Regions from separate parts of the Zea mays genome. Here region 2 is linked to region 1. A link is a contact called in public Hi-C data. All regions are on one chromosome and are shown on one strand. The core of a region is the stretch at or near the end of the contact, and the rest is flanking DNA. Distances in the headings are between cores, read along the strand shown. Region 1 has its middle 220 kb from the start of LOC100277016. Region 2 holds the start of LOC100384176 (homolog of histone chaperone HIRA).

The links. Hi-C and Micro-C count contacts between places; a contact is called where the count stands out from the background.
Region 2: a Hi-C map of leaf shows a contact between it and region 1, with 7 times the contacts expected there. The contact joins the promoter of LOC100384176 here to the enhancer-like site in region 1. A contact is called at or near these places in 6 of 25 Hi-C or Micro-C datasets (bundle sheath, ear, leaf and 1 more).

The regions. Positions count from the first base shown.
Region 1 is chr7:62,995,557-62,998,827 of Zm-B73-REFERENCE-NAM-5.0, reverse strand. No RefSeq gene overlaps it. Among protein-coding and RNA genes, the nearest start is that of LOC100277016, 220 kb to the left of the region's middle. Within about 2 kb of position 1,282, at least 15 of the 20 cell types and tissues checked have an H3K27ac peak or open chromatin away from gene starts, as enhancers often do. A contact at or near this core is called in bundle sheath, ear, leaf and 1 more, where this site is marked.
Region 2 is chr7:63,333,759-63,336,860 of Zm-B73-REFERENCE-NAM-5.0, reverse strand. It overlaps LOC100384176 (homolog of histone chaperone HIRA), which reads left to right and starts at 1,390. Exons shown (of 10, transcript NM_001362248.1): 1 at 1,390-1,799; 2 at 2,921-3,102. The coding sequence starts at 1,692.

The sequences.
Region 1 (3,271 bases), core at 33-2,532:
GGTAACACTACGAGACCTTTACAAAGTTCCACTAGCTTCAAAAAACCCGCTACAATTTCTAGGAAGCTCCAATGCAGGGACCCCTCGCCTGACCACCATCGCAGCAAAATCAACCCAAGGGCCTCCCTACACTGACCACTGCCCTTGCCCCTTTCGGGTAAGGTAGTCCTCCACTAGCTTTCCTAATTAGTCAGCCAAGGGTGTCCCATACCACCCTTGTGGTAGTACTGTTTTCCCAGGTGGTCGCTCCATGTTCCAATTAACATAATGATCTTATCATGAACAATAAATAACAAACTTATAACAAAAGTATGATCATGAACAATGTGTATCTCCATACCCAAAACCACATAAAGCAATAGCAGGTACTACCCAAAAATTCAGTGGTAAACAAGGTATAAAGATAACCAAACTAGGGTAACCTATTGGGTCCCATCAAAATTAACCTATGCAGATCATTATGATTAATAAGAACATGATTGGGTAAAAAGAAGTGACCAAGGGCACAACTTGCCTTCAACGAGCTCCTGCTCAGCAGTCTCCACCTTCTGAACACCTGAATCCTCTATGGCTGGCTTTTCTACTCGCAACAATACAAACAAACATGGTATAGCAGAAATTAACATCACACCAAATATCAAAACAAAATGCATGATAATATTCTACGCGTCGTAACGAGATCGTAGGAACAAGAATTACTAAATTTGGAGTTACAGTTAACTAGTTATGAATTTTCAAAGTTATTATGTGCCTATAGTATAGAATAATTCAAGTGAATAATTGTCATTCAAGTTTCATGGCTAAACAGAGTTACTAGGTGATAAACAGTATTAAAACAAAATTAATGCCACTAGAATGGATCAATTTGGAGTTAAAATGAATTTAATATGAATTATACAAGTTTCTGGAATTATTTTTGTATTAAAAATCAATTTCTATAATTACTTATCTAATTTCTCTGTTCTCTCGACTTCGCGCCAATTACCCAAGAGTTCCAGGGCTAACCCATAAAAATCCCCCAGACTCAGTTTGAAACAGCGATGAACCGCGGGTTAATTCTCTAATTTCCAGGGGTTCTTATGATAATGTGTTCGCGAAGGGATATCGCTCGATCAGAATTGTCAGATCTAAACAGACGGCCTAGATCTGACGCCTACATTATAAACCGACGTGTGAAACTGACCACTGGATCTGAGATCTAGGGCACACATTTCTTGGATCGAAGCGGTACGCTACCTATGATCTCACTCGCCCAACATCAATCCCACGGTCCTAAACTTTTCACAACTCTTTCTGATCTGGGTCGTTCGTCCTGAGATCAACAACACCTGTGCCATTCCCTTCCCTGCACAGTAGAACAGCGGCGTCGCTCCCCCAACCTCCGGCGAGCTCGCCATAGTGCCCACGACCCCGGAACCTAGTGCTCCAAAATTCACCTACAAGACCCCACGGCCTAGCGGACAATAACATGTCGCCGGAGAGATCACTTACCGGCGATGAGATTGGACGATGAGTGCCACCCACTGCCAACAGTGGTCCTAGGCGGGGAAGTCAACTCCGGTGAGGAATTAACTCTGCAGTTCCTAGCGCCAGTGCCAATAACCGACCCAAATCCGCACGGTGTGCCCCGATGATGCGCCCTCGCCAGCGCCCTAGGGCACAACACTTTTCAACCGGACTTCTGCCCACGGGGAAAGATTCTATGGTTCTCGGCGGGGAGATTCACGGCTATGGTGGAGGTCGGCACTGGGTGTGGGTTGTGGCCAGAGAACGAGGCGCATGGCCGCGGGTTTTATACCCCAGATTGGGGGCAACAACCCCACTGAATTCTACGGGGATCCCAGCTGGCATTCAACGGATTGCTGTTGGCGTAGTCCGCCAAACTCGCGAGGATGACGCCCTCGACCAGCGGATCCCACGGTTAGAGAAGAAGCTCCATGCCCAGTGTTACAGCGTCTGACGACTGGACCCGTGCGTCAGTTGGAGCTTGCGGGGGATGTTGGGCCGCGGTCGAAACACTGCTGGGCCACGAGCGAGGTACTGGGATAGTGGGCCAAAAGTGGTACCCCGGCCCAAGCGGAGGTTATTCCCTTTCTTTTTCTTTTCTTATTTTTCTCTATTTTATTTTCTTCTTATTTTTGAATCTCAATTTAAATTTCAAATTTGTGGTGAATTTGTCCTCAGTTAAATGTACAGTTTGAAAATACCAGTGTGAAAGATTTTTATTCTTATTTTTATTTTATATTATGTAGGATTGTCTCCTCTTCTTTTTATGTTATTTTCCAATTCTCTAAGTTGAACACTTTTTTGTTAAACCCTAATTTGATCACATGTTCCTAGTAACATGACTAGTATTAAATGCACAACACAAAAATCCAATATGAGGCATAGATTATTTTAGGTATTATTAGTAATTGTTCACTTTAAACCCCTGCTAAATTCGAACTTTCGTCGAAATCGTCTCTATTCATATGTATGAAATACATATATGAAATACGTATGTGGAGTTCCCTAGAATTTCATGTGATTCAGTAAACAGAATATGGAATCCATGATTGCTAGATTGATCCGTAGGGATTGATGAAGAGTGAGAGTAGATGGCAACACATATAATGAGATATACTCTTTTCAAATTATTTACATTTTGGGTCTTACAAGTCCTACCCCCTTAAAAAGAATCTCGTCCTCAAGATTAGAAAGAGCTAGGGAAGAGGTGGGGAAAATCTACTCACAACTCTTCTTCTCTTTCTCAAGTAGCCTCATCTTCACCATGGCGACTCCACTGCACTTTGCACATTTTAATCACTTTATTCCTCGTGACACGAGTCAAAGTATAAAGGATCTTGATAGGGTACTCCGTATAAGTCAGATCATCTTGAACACTAAGATCCTCCATAGGTAGCTGCTCCTCAGGTACCCTGAGGCACTTCTTCAGTTGGGACACGTGGAAGACATCGTGCACATCCGCAAGATGGTCCGGTAATTCAAGTTGATAGGCAACTTCTCTCACTTGCTTCAGGATCAAGAAGGGTCCAATAAAGCGAGGGGACAACTTCCCTTTAACTTTAAATATTTGCATACCCTGGATCGGTGACACCTTCAAATAAACATGATCACCCTCCTTAAACTCTAGCAGTCTTCTTCGGGTATCCACATAGCTTTTCTGCCATGACTGTGCAGTTCTCAAATTCTCTCTTATCAATTGGACTAGCTTTTGTGCCTCTTGTATAGTTTCTGGCCCAATGAACTACCTTTCACAAGTTTGATCCCA
Region 2 (3,102 bases), core at 141-2,640, 340 kb before region 1:
TATTAAAAGACACTTTAAAGTATAAATTTCTAAAGAATTTTACTAGGTCCCAAAATTAGGATTTTTAGGGTGTTACACGGTCGTTCACATGCTCTCATTGACTTTGGAGCGCTTAGCTTTTGAAGCTTCGTGTGTATCGAATCATTTCTCTTTAACTTTGAAGCGTTTATGGTCTGTTTGATTCGCGGCTAATTGTAACATACTTTGTCTAAAGTTAGTCGTCCGAATTTAAAAACTAACCTTAGACAAAAAGTTAGGTAAAATATGTTAAGTTAGGCAACGAACCAAATATAATATTATGACTTAGCCTTTGAAGCTTCCTATGTATCGAATCATTATTGGGTTGGACTGCGTGCTTGGACCGCTCCAGCATAGCATCACGATCAGATGTTGAAATTGAAAGAGGCCCAACATGGAACAAGGTCCAGTACAACCTTCTCCGCTTTCAGATTGCATTTCTGTTTTGGCTGCCACCATCAATGAAGAAATTAGCTGCAGTTGCTAGCTGCCTAATTCAATCTAACGGTGCGTTTGGATACCTTCATTTTAGAGGAATTGGAATTCACTCAATAAAATAACTTATTTAGTTTGAATTTTGACATTCCACCACTTTCCAAAGTTCAGATATAAGCCTATCTCAAATTCATGTGGTGGAGGGTTAGAAATGATTTTATGCATTAGTAGAATTTGTTTCTACCCTGTAACTTACATGACACTCTTCGTCTCACTCCTCTATAGTAAAAATGTAGCACATAAATATCTCCGACATCTTGTTAATAATAGTATACAAATATATTTTACATAAAATCGAATGAGCTTAATTGATATATGCCTAAATTACTATTATTTGAATGAAATTCAATTCCAATGATTCAAACGGGGCGTAAGAGATTTTATTTTGTCTTATCGTTTGTTTTCCTTTCCGTATCCATGCATTGCGCCGTATTTATTTTTAACACGTATATACAGTATATGCCTGATAATCTTTTGATATTGCTTTTGCTAGCACCGAATTTCTGTGTCAGCTACCTTTCAATTTCTTTCGTGTGAACAATCTATCTGACGGTGCCAGTTGCTGTGGTATGGGTATAAAAAAATACAGAAACCAACAAACAGTACACGTGCTCTGTTACAATGTATACATGTATTGTTGTTTGTTACTGCCATCCAATGTTCCTTCTCAAAAGTACTAATCGTAAAGCATGCAGCTTCATTGTAAAGGTATACGATTTATAAGAGAGAAAAAAGGACAAAAAAGTAAATTAAATTGTCGACACATCTCTGCCTTTCCTTCACAAGTGCACACTTTCCAATTCAGTTCAATTTTCATTCGAATTCGTTTTCGTTTTTCGTTCTTTTTTGTTTTTCCCCATTCTCACACGAACAAGACGAACACGTTCGTCCCCATCGCCGTGTTCTTCGCGCCGCCGCTGCCCACCGATCGAATCCGCCCGCCGCCTCCCAGTAACCTCCGGATCCCTACTCCTCCAAGCTTCTGTACATCTCATCCTATTCGATTTGTCTCTCGATTGCCATCATCAGTCGCAACCCAGATATGAGTTTCACTACCAAATTCTAGGGTTTGGGGCATATGGCCTCGTGGGTTTGGGAGTGTGATCGACGGGCAGTGTAATTTAATAATTAGCTAGGATGTCAAGAGATGATCACGTTGAAATCTAAGTCTTGAAGAGATGATTGCGGAGAAGCCAAACTGGATTCGTCACGAGGGCCTACAGATCTTCTCCATCGACATCCAGCCCGGCGGCCTCCGCTTCGCCACTGGCGGCGGCGACCAGAAGGTATTATGTGTTGTTTGTTTTTCCTTTACTTGCTTCTAGTTTAGTCCGAGGCTCCGAGCTCAGCGCTGTATTTTTCCCTTTCTCTTTTATCTTCTCCATTGATATTTTTTCCTGCTGGCTTGCCTTGTCCTCTTTCTCAGTACTATAATAGGTTAATATTTGCGTGCTAATTGTGCTTCAGTGATATCCCGAGTTGAAAGTATTTGGAGGTTAAGGATTGCAAGTAGGCAGGGGTGGACTTGGTGCCAGGTGACCCCAGCTGGCTGGGCTCCTCAGCAAACACGCAATATTGAAACAGATTTTTTTATAGCAAACATTCATCATAGTAGATTTGCCTAAGCTCTAGAACTCTCTTGAGTTCACCACTGCTAGTAGTTTATGAGCATTTGTTTGCATTCTTGGGTCCAGCTTGTTCGGTTAAGGTATTATTTTGGGTGTACTGGCTACCTATTGGGTGTGTGTGTGGGAGGGGGGGGGGGGGGGGGGTACTCCATCCAGGCATATTTTGTTTAGTTCTAACAATTCTCTGCTCGTACATAACCTTGTAATTAGTGAGTATATCCGATGCAATTAGTGACTAGATTTTCAACCGGGAAATATTGTGCGGTCACTACTCATCCTCCCAAATTTTAATCTCATAGGTTTCACTTTGTTGTTTTTAGTCCATATTAGCTAGCATGTTGCATTATAATTAAATAGCTTATTGAGTGTTCGTCAAACATAAGGTTTTGCATTGATATGATTCTTAATCAGAATATTGGTAATTTCATTGTTGGGTTATAATAAAAAATTTAAAGATTTAGTTGGTTGTGATTTCTTGTCATGTTAACGCATATTTGTTTGTAACTCGTTATGTTACACTGAGGTGTGACCAGTGTTTCATATTTTCCTTTCATCATTCATATGTGATCTAAAGGGTAGGCCTAGTGCAGTGGTGAGAGCCGTCTCACTAAGTCAGGCCGTGGCTTCGAAGCAGCTTCTCCGCATGTGTGGGGGAGACTTGCCTCGGGTTATTCCTTCCCAAACCCCACTCATGTGGGAGCCTCGACACTGGTTTACCCTTTTTTCATTCATAATTGATCTCCTTTAAGGCCCTTTTATTTTCTGCGGTGTTGCAATAGGTTCGAATATGGAGCATGAAATCTGTGGACAAGAATAATAATCACAATGATTCCAGCCAAGGGTTGCTAGCTACAATGCGTGACCATTTTGGATCGGTAAACTGTGTGAGATGGGCAAGGCATGGCCGCTATCTGGCTTCTGGATCAGATGATCAGGTTATCCTAATTCATGAGAGAAAAGC